2 separate regions of the Mus musculus genome follow, and region 2 is linked to region 1. Evidence: chromatin contacts called from public HiChIP or PLAC-seq data. All regions are on one chromosome and are shown on one strand. Each heading gives the region's core, a stretch centred on a gene start, on an enhancer-like site or on the middle of the called end of the contact. The rest is flanking DNA. Distances are from core to core; before and after follow the strand shown.

Evidence for each region. HiChIP or PLAC-seq counts read pairs in DNA pulled down with a chosen protein or histone mark.
Region 2: a contact with region 1 is called in an H3K27ac HiChIP or PLAC-seq map of trophoblast stem cells, with 49 read pairs. The contact joins two enhancer-like sites. A contact is called at or near these places in 21 of 484 Hi-C or Micro-C datasets (the N1E-115 cell line, the Patski cell line, cerebral cortex and 14 more), 14 of 115 datasets of contacts at active chromatin or transcription factors (a beta-TC-6 cell line, cardiomyocytes, craniofacial prominence and 8 more) and 2 of 9 other capture datasets (embryonic stem cells and embryonic tail).

The regions. Positions count from the first base shown.
Region 1 is chr7:6,775,300-6,779,610 of GRCm38.p6, forward strand. All of the region lies in intron 2 of Usp29 (ubiquitin specific peptidase 29), which reads left to right. Among named protein-coding and RNA genes, the nearest start is that of Mir3099, 26 kb to the right of the region's middle. Within about 2 kb of position 2,137, at least 67 of the 459 cell types and tissues checked have an H3K27ac peak or open chromatin away from gene starts, as enhancers often do. A contact at or near this core is called in differentiating embryonic stem cells, extraembryonic ectoderm, muscle stem cells and 3 more, where this site is marked.
Region 2 is chr7:6,912,053-6,916,363 of GRCm38.p6, forward strand. The region is part of intron 2 of Usp29 (ubiquitin specific peptidase 29); the gene reads left to right. Among named protein-coding and RNA genes, the nearest start is that of Zim3, 62 kb to the right of the region's middle. Within about 2 kb of position 1,824, at least 92 of the 459 cell types and tissues checked have an H3K27ac peak or open chromatin away from gene starts, as enhancers often do. A contact at or near this core is called in differentiating embryonic stem cells, extraembryonic ectoderm, muscle stem cells and 3 more, where this site is marked.

The DNA of each region.
Region 1 (4,311 bases), core at 887-3,386:
GGGCAAGCTCTCTACCAATGGACCCACATCTCTACCCTGTATTGTTCTCTACTTTTTTTCTCAGTTGAACTCAGCTAGGATCTCCTCAGCTCACAGCAGGGTGACCCCTGGGAGGTCCAGCTCCACAAGCTGTGATGGTTAGTGCTAACATGAAGAACTGTCTAGATCAGGTAGGCCTCTAGGCATGTCTGTGGATTGCCTTGAGTCTGTCATTGGCATGAGAACATTCCGTCTAACAGTAAGTGGGACCAGTCCTTGTGCTTGGGTCCTGGACTGTATAGGAGGGGAGAAAGTGAATACCAGCTAGCAGGCATTAACTCATCCCTCTTTGAATATCATGCGACCAGCTGTTTCAAGTTCCTGCTTCATTGGCTTCCTACTAGGATGGATTGTTGCCTGGAGTAGTGAGCTAAACTAAATGCTTTCTTTCCAAATTACTTTTGTCCGGGCATTTTATCATAGCAATAGAAACTAAAGTATAACATAACCTTTTTAGAATCCAGAGCAGACTGCTGCTCCCACCACAAACCCCAGAGAAGCCACACCCTTCTGGGAGATACTGACAGGTGTCTCTTGAGAGCATCCTCTGAGAAGCTAACAGATTTCCAGATGCCAGTGTCTCTAGCCACGGAAGTAAGTTTACATCAAAGAAGGTACAGGGTATTGACACATCCTGCTCCCCACTCTCTCTTTTAGCTCCTGATGGGGGAATCAGTGAGCATGGCTGTGAACCCCCAACCTGTTCTCAGGAAGGACCCTCAACTCCACCACAAGGGCCTGCTTTTCTCTTCAGAATTTCTACTATGTTGTGCCTTAATGGCACTAGGGACCAGAATCTCCTGTGTTCCCACCATACTGTTGTTTATCTGTCTGCCTGTGCCATTAATACCTCTCCCAACAAACTTCTTAGCCCATAACAATCATTGTCAGTGTCCCCTTGAGAACTTTCACGCCTCAGCAAGAAGCACAGGTCGGGCTCTGGTGACCTTGGCTGGATCATGTGTGTGAGCATCCCAATCCTAGATTCAGCTAAGGACTCAGCTCTGCTGAGCTTTAGGAAATGAGAGCCAGGGAAGAAACTACCTCAGAGGAAAGCCACTAAGCATTTGGCAGGAGAAGAGGACATATGGTGTGGGATCCATCGTAGCTATTCTAAGGAAGGCCTGCTGGGGTATTCAGATGGTGGGATCCTCCTATTCAGCCCCATCGCTGTGTTTTCCCTCTTCTCTCTGATATTTTTGGTGGCACGGCAAATATTTTCTGCCTGCCTCTTTCTATGAAACACTCAGCAAAAGTGGGAGGTGAGCCACAGCTTGTACTTATTTGGGCTTTCCAAACGCGTGGCACGGTTCTGTGTGCTTTGCATCAACTCTCCTACTTGGTCCTCGCCACCCATCCTGGAAGGCCTTTTACATATTTACTATCATGCTCATTTTTACCCAGGAAGACACTAAGGACCAGAAAGGGCTTATAACATGCCTTGGGCACACAGCTAGTTGCCTGTGGGGCTGGGATTGGGGGTGGGGGGAGGCGGGGTCACTGCATAGATTCCAACCTCAGCTAACACCTGCTGTATTGTGTCTCTGAAATTTGATTCATTTTGACAGCTTTCTCATGCAATCCATGATTACGAGGAGGGTAGTCATGTACCCTCCTCGTAAGTGGTGTCTCAAATGGCAGCCATTGTGCATTAAAATCATTTTTTTTCAGTACATGGACAATTTTTTCAGTACATGCTTCACAAAAATGTATGTCTTTCCCAATGTGTGATCATGTAGGACTCTACATGGTAAAATAAATGGCCCCAACAGATTTCACTGCAAGCCTCACCCTGCCGAGGAAGGTTTTTCAGTTAATACACATGGCCAATGCATGGAACAGCAGGGGCCCCTGCTTGGCTTGGAGGACTGAGGATGACAGAGTTCTCAAACCAGTTTCAGCAAGGGTGTGTGTTGGGGGGGAGAATTTCTTGGCTCCAGGAACTGGCTGTCAGGGAGGAGAGGGTGTAGCTGTCCTGGGGTGATGGAATGTAGCCAGCAGCTGTCTCTTCTCTATTTGAGCCTGTACACTGGCAGGGCACTGTCACGCAAAGCTTCCCCATAAGAGCATGGGGATAGATGATCACTCTCAGGTCATTTATCTGTGTGAGGAAGGCCAGCTTCCTTTGCACCTAGAAGAATAGCCTTAGCTGGCCTGCTGTGGGTCATGCACTCCCAAGCCATGGCTAGCCACACAGATTGTGTATTATACTAGGCCGATCTGTGGTGGGGATACAGGTAGAGAGATATGGTCCTGGCAAATCAGGAAGATGGCTAGTTTCTCTAAGGATTAGACAACATAAACGGAACACAAACATCAAGTGCCTTCTAAATGCTGATGCTTAGAGAGTCAAAAGCAGCCACAGAAGCGTCTCCTTCTATGAAGAGTAGTGAATGCAGACACTCACAACTGCCCAAGATGCAGAAAATAAGAGACCCGTCTCAGCCTTAGGTGGCTTCTACCCCCCTCTCTAAGGCTCAGTGAACAACTTCCAGGAGAGGGAGGAGGGGAGCACATCTGAACTGAGAGATAAGAATAAACTGTGAAATGCCATTCTCTGGATTCCACACAACCATTAACTCACAGCGACTGTGAATTCCTGCGCTCTACCCCCACAAGACCAGCTCTGTCAACCATCAGTCAGGGGAGGGGGAGGCCCTCCTTTTATGTCAAAACTACTGACTATTGATAGACTCTGGGATGGGAGTGGGGATCACCATCTTTGGTTGTGTCTCCTCTGCTGAACCTGCCAGACTCCCATAGCTTCAAACCTATAGTCTCACACGTGGCCCTGATTAATCTCAGTGGGTCACAAACAACATAAATAGATATGATGTGACAGATTTGTGGGGAGGGGACAGGGCAGATAGGTTTGATAGAAAGGTTGGGGTTACAAGTACTCAGCTTGCACTACATACATGTTCAAAAGTGCTTTATTTTCCTAACAGTAAACATCTACCTTCCGCATAAAGTCTTATTCTTGTGGGGTCTGGTAGGGGGAGGGGAGAGGGGATGAGGATCTCCTTCAAGGAACAGCTAAGGTTGTTGAGGCCCCAAGTGGAGCATAAGATTGCTAAAAAGGGTAATGGTGTGACTGAGTATTTTGTGAGGTTAGAAACGTACAGAAGTCTAAGGGTCAGAGACAGAGACATCAAACATGCATTCTACCTAGGGTATATAAGCTATAGTGATGGCTGTAAGACAGGGCTCCAGAGGAAGCCACAAAGAGCTATACATTTACCTTGAGCTTGACCCTGGGGGTCCTGGTACATTTTAGGTGGGTATACCAATATAAAGTGTTCACTTAAAAAAAACAATATCACATCTATTTTTTAATTTTGTGTATATTGTCTAGGTGCATGAGCATACAGGACACTAGTGAAAGTCAGAAGACAGCGCGTGGGAGTCAGTTCTCTCTTTCCACCAGGGCTTGAACTTTAGTCCTCAGGCTTGGCAGCAAGTGCCTTTACCTTCAGCCATCTCAATGGCTACCAGTATTTTAAAGACCCACAAAATTACCTTGTGCTTTGGAAGACAACCTCAACCTCTCCACCTTGGTGCTTTTCTTCCCAGCTCCTGTAACAGTCATTAGATCCTCAGAAGTCACTATAGGTGGTTTGGGGATGAGACATACACCCTAGTTTGGACCAAATAAAGAGTATTTCCTTGGATATGCTAGAGACAATTCCTGGAAGTGAATCAGAGCTAGAGATGGACAATGAGAGATTTCTGCTGAACTTTATGAGGAGTCCATATGCAGCTACATCTGTAGTAAACGGCCTCTGGGCTTATCAGTTGTATTTCAGTAATCTTGCTCTGTCTCTCTGTCTCTGTCTCTCTGTCTCTCTCTCTTAATCTCTGTGTCTTTGTGTCTCTGTGTTTGTCTCTCTTTGTTTTGGTGTGTTTTGTGTGTGTTTCTGCATATATGATTGTGTGTGTGTATGTGTGCATGTGTATGCGTATGTGTTTACTTTAGCAATTAAGAGTTTCCATGTCGTAGAGGAAATGGCTCCAGCGGATAGAAGTTAGGCTTGTGTTTTGGAAGTGCCTTTCCTGGGATTGAAGGAAGGGGGAGGGGAAGTTAAGAAAAGTAGCAGTGCGATGCAGAACTCGAGGTGGAGTGAACTACCCATGTAATGGGGGAGATGTGTCACTGTGAAAGGTTATAACATAGATGTGTTTAATTAGGAGACTCAGGGGATGGTGAGATGGCTCAGTGGGTAAAGATGCTTGCTGCCAAGACTGACAACTTGAATTCGGTCCCCAGGACCC
Region 2 (4,311 bases), core at 574-3,073, 140 kb after region 1:
GGCAGAGCTGTCCTTATAGGCTGCAGGAATCTAGATTTAAATATATATATGCATATGTGTGTGTATTTGTATGTATATGTATTTGTATGTGTATATGTATATATGCATATTTGCATGTGTATGTACGTGTATGTGTATATGTGAGTACACTTGCGTCTACATGGATATATACGTGTGTGTATGTGTGTATGTACTTATGTACATATATGTATACATGTATCTATATGTGTACATGTGTGAGTTTACATATGTATTTACATGTGTGTATATGTGTATTTATGTATGTATTTATGTGTATATGTGCCTGCATGTGTATGGATGTATATATGCATACATATATGTGTATGTATACATACGCATGTGGATATATGAGTATAAACCTGGATTTACATCTATCTATATATACGTATATGCATACGTATATGTATCTGTACATGTGCTTGTTTATGTTTGGGTGTATGTGTATGTATATTTGTGTGTGTATGTGTATGTGTACACATGTGCATATGTGTATGTGTATGTTTGTGCATCAGTATATGTGTATATATATATGTAGGTATAATATGTATGTGTATATGTGTTGTGTGACACTATTCCTGGGGAGCTGTGACGAATGTCTGCTCACCCCAGATAGGGAGCCAAGGGCAGAACAAAGTAGGGACACCACCAAAGTCCCATTTGGTGAATCAGTGAGTTGTATTGGGGCTACTCACAGGAGTGTGTGTGAGGGGTTAGTTATAGAAGCAGAAATGACTCAAAAACAGCTTCATCATCTAAGCCCACCCCAGGATGAGGACAGCTCACCAAAGCTGAGAGCCTGGAGTTCACTGTGCAGCCTGAGGGCAGCCCAGCAAATTAGACAGTGTCCTTTCTGGGTAGCTCCACTAGTCTCAGCTTCTTCAGGCAGCTCAGCTGGCCTGAGAGTGTCTCTCTTCAGTCCTTACTGCTCATCCATGCTTGGGGAGGGAGGGGTCTAGTGAATCTTAGTCGTTTTCAGTAACTTCTTGATGCCTTTTTGTTGTTTCCTTCCTGGGCTGAACAAGCTTCCCACAAGATAGAATATTTTCTTTCCCTGTAGAACTTTTGATGTCTTAAGGTATTTCCCTCCAAGATGGAAGGTTTTAACCTCGGAGGGAGCTCCTACACAATACTGTGTGTGTATATGTGTGTGTTTGTGTGTGTGTATGTGTGTAATATGAGGAGAAAATAGTACTGGCTGAAGAGGGCTAAGGTAGGCAGGAAGGGTAATCAGAGAGTGAGTACAAGCCAAGTACAAAGACATATGTATTAAAATGCTGTAATGAAACCCATCGTTTTGTTGTTCACAAACTTAAAAACAACAATAAAAGAGAAGGCCCCAGGAGCCGTTCTTGATACCAGAATCCTGTGGACCTTGGATTTTGTGTTTATTTGCTTCCGTCGTGTCTCAGTAAAATGCGTCCTGTCCCTCTAACTGTAGCTGAAGGAAGCCCCAGGGTTCTCTGCTCAGAGAACGTAGGGGGACTGACTCCATCTCTGACTTCAGGCAAACCTGTGCCTCTGCCCTAAGCCCACCATGGTGGGTGGGGTCCTTTGCTGCAGGAAAGCTGGCAGGCAGCCCGGCTGTCTCGGGCAATCTTCTCCCCCGACTCAACTCCAGCCCCTCCTTTCGGTCAAAGGGGCTTCTCAGAATTTGCTCCATGGAGGTGGGAGCTGCCGCTTTCACGGGTGACCAACTTTACCCGTGATCGTGATGATCGATCAACAGCTTTCCTGTCACCAACAGGTCTGCAGCTGCTGCCGCTGGGCAGGGCGGCCAGTTCTGTCCCCTGCTGCCTGCCTGCCAGCAGAAGCCCCGGGCGGGTCAGAAGCAGTTTGACATACCGCAGCGGCCAACACAGCTGTTGAGGGGGGATTAGCTGCAGGGAAAGCCGATCCAGTGACAAATGGTTTAGGTATGTCCGCCCCTGGGAAATGTGATCTCCACGGTTTGCACTATAGAAACTTGTTTGTTTCAAAAGATGAGGAACATGTTTGTTGTCTGTGTCTCCAGAGAAATCACAACGTTGACAGCTCTGGATATACCCAAAGAGACAGAGTACAAAAAAACCAATTACACGTAGGCTGCGCTCATAATCAACAAATGCTGGTTTGGGAATTGCTGTGTGAAGATTCCTCTCGGCAGCCTGCTCAGAATGTACGTCTGGTGACTTCTGAGATGTCACAGTCATCACCCACAATTACTATGTAATAAAAACACTTCCCCAAAGGAAGATATATCCACAAGCACTACTCCTCACGGGAGGAAGCCTGCAGCCGCAGGAGCCGGAGATGTAATCACAAGTTTATCAATATTTCATTTTCTTTGCACGAAGCTGATAAGCATTCATAGCTCCGGGTGTGATGGGAATGTAGCGAGATTTACATCTTTCAACTTTCTAGAAGACAGTGAGGGGGTTGTAATAAGGAAACATGGCCCAGTAAGATGGCTCTGAGGTAAAATGTTTGCCATGCAAGCCTATGACCTGGGTTTGATCCCTGGGTTTCACAGTGGAAGGAGAGAACTGACTCCTCAAAATTTTGAGGCCTTTTGTGGCCTTCCACTGGAATGTGGTCGGCTTCCCAGGGCTATGCTCATAGAGAAAACTGGCCCCTTCTCTCCCAGCAACGATTAATTAACTGCCAATAGCCCTTCAGCTAAGGGTGGGAGGACTCCATGCCTACCTCCTCTCTCCAAGAATATTTGGGCAGTGCAAAATGGACTTGATGGACTTTAAAACAAGCAAGCAAGCAAACAAACAAGACACAAAGTTGAATGGACAGGGAAGGAGCCTGGATGTGGGAGGAGTTGGGGGAGAAGGTGATACGAGCAAAACATGTTGTACAAAATCTGCCCGCCCCCTGGAAAGAATAGGAAAAATATATATTAAAGACAAAACAAGTGTCCTCTGATCTCTTCATACATGCCATGGAACATGTGCATTCACACATAGACAGACAGACAGGCAGGCAGGCAGGCAGACACACACACCCTGTACATAAAAATATAAAAACAGAATCAATAAATTAAACAGCAAAATAGGCATGAAAAGTGACTGAGCAATAAAAGCCCCCAAGACCGATGAACTGAGTTGTACATCCAGGACTTTTATGGTGAGAAGAGAGAGAGAATTAACTCCAAACAATAATCCTTTGACCGCTATACATTCACCACAGTGACTCAGTACTTGAGAACATTGGCTGCTCGTCCAGAGAACCCAGGTCCACTTTCCCCGCACCAACTACTTGTCACTTCAATCCAAGGGACCTGACACCCTCTTCCAACCTCTAAGAGCACCCAGGCACATGTGTGGTGCACAGACACACATGCAGACAAAACACCCATCCACACGTAGAATGAAAAATTTTTAATTTTAATTAAAAAAAATAGAATAAGGTGGTTGTGTCCACAGTTTAGAAAGATGGCTTTGGCCTTGATCTGTGAGGTGGAAGACGTTGCCATTGAAGTCTGAGGACAGAGTATAGAAAATAGCCAAATGTATCTTCCCTGTACACAGTGATCAACTGCGCGTCTCAATAACAGTAATTTAAACCATCATGCACCCCACGGTGCTTTTGCTCTCTCTCTCTCTCTCTCTCTCTCTCTCTCTCTCTCTCTCTCTCTCTCTCTCTCTCTGTGTGTGTGTGTGTGTGTGTGTGTGTGTGTACAGAGATAAACAGGGTCACTGAATCTGAAACTTATAACGTCCATCCCTTAAAGATAAAGCTCCTGCGTAGAATTGGTGTTTGAGCCCAGGCAGTTCACACTCAAAAAGTAGTCACCACTACTAATGTCTCTTACAGTTGCATCAACAAAAAACAGACATTAATTATGGCTACACTCTGAGCGTCTGCCTACTGTTCATCCATCAGGCTCTGATCTAGTTCTGGGAACCTTCACAGCCAAGAGCAGCATTTGGTGTTTAGAATTCAAAGAAACGGAGGCCTGGGGCAATAGCTCACTCAGTAGGTAAAGCGCCTGCTGTCCAAGTCTGAGGACCTGGGTCTGGCTCCTCAAAACTCAATAAGAGTCTGGCCCTACACATGCAAGGCAGACATCTACTGATGGGGCCATCTCTACAGCCTTGCAACAGTAGGTTTTGTTTTTGTTTTGTTTTGTTTTGTTTTGTTTTGTTTTGTTTTAATCCATGCCTCAGTTTCCCAATCTGGAAAAAAGACATACTAATGGTTCCAGATCTGCTGGAGCTGGGGTTACAGGCTGTTTTGAGCCACTGACATAGATGCTGGGAACTGTAGTTGGGTCCTCTGCAAGAGCAGCAGGCGCCCTCTCTT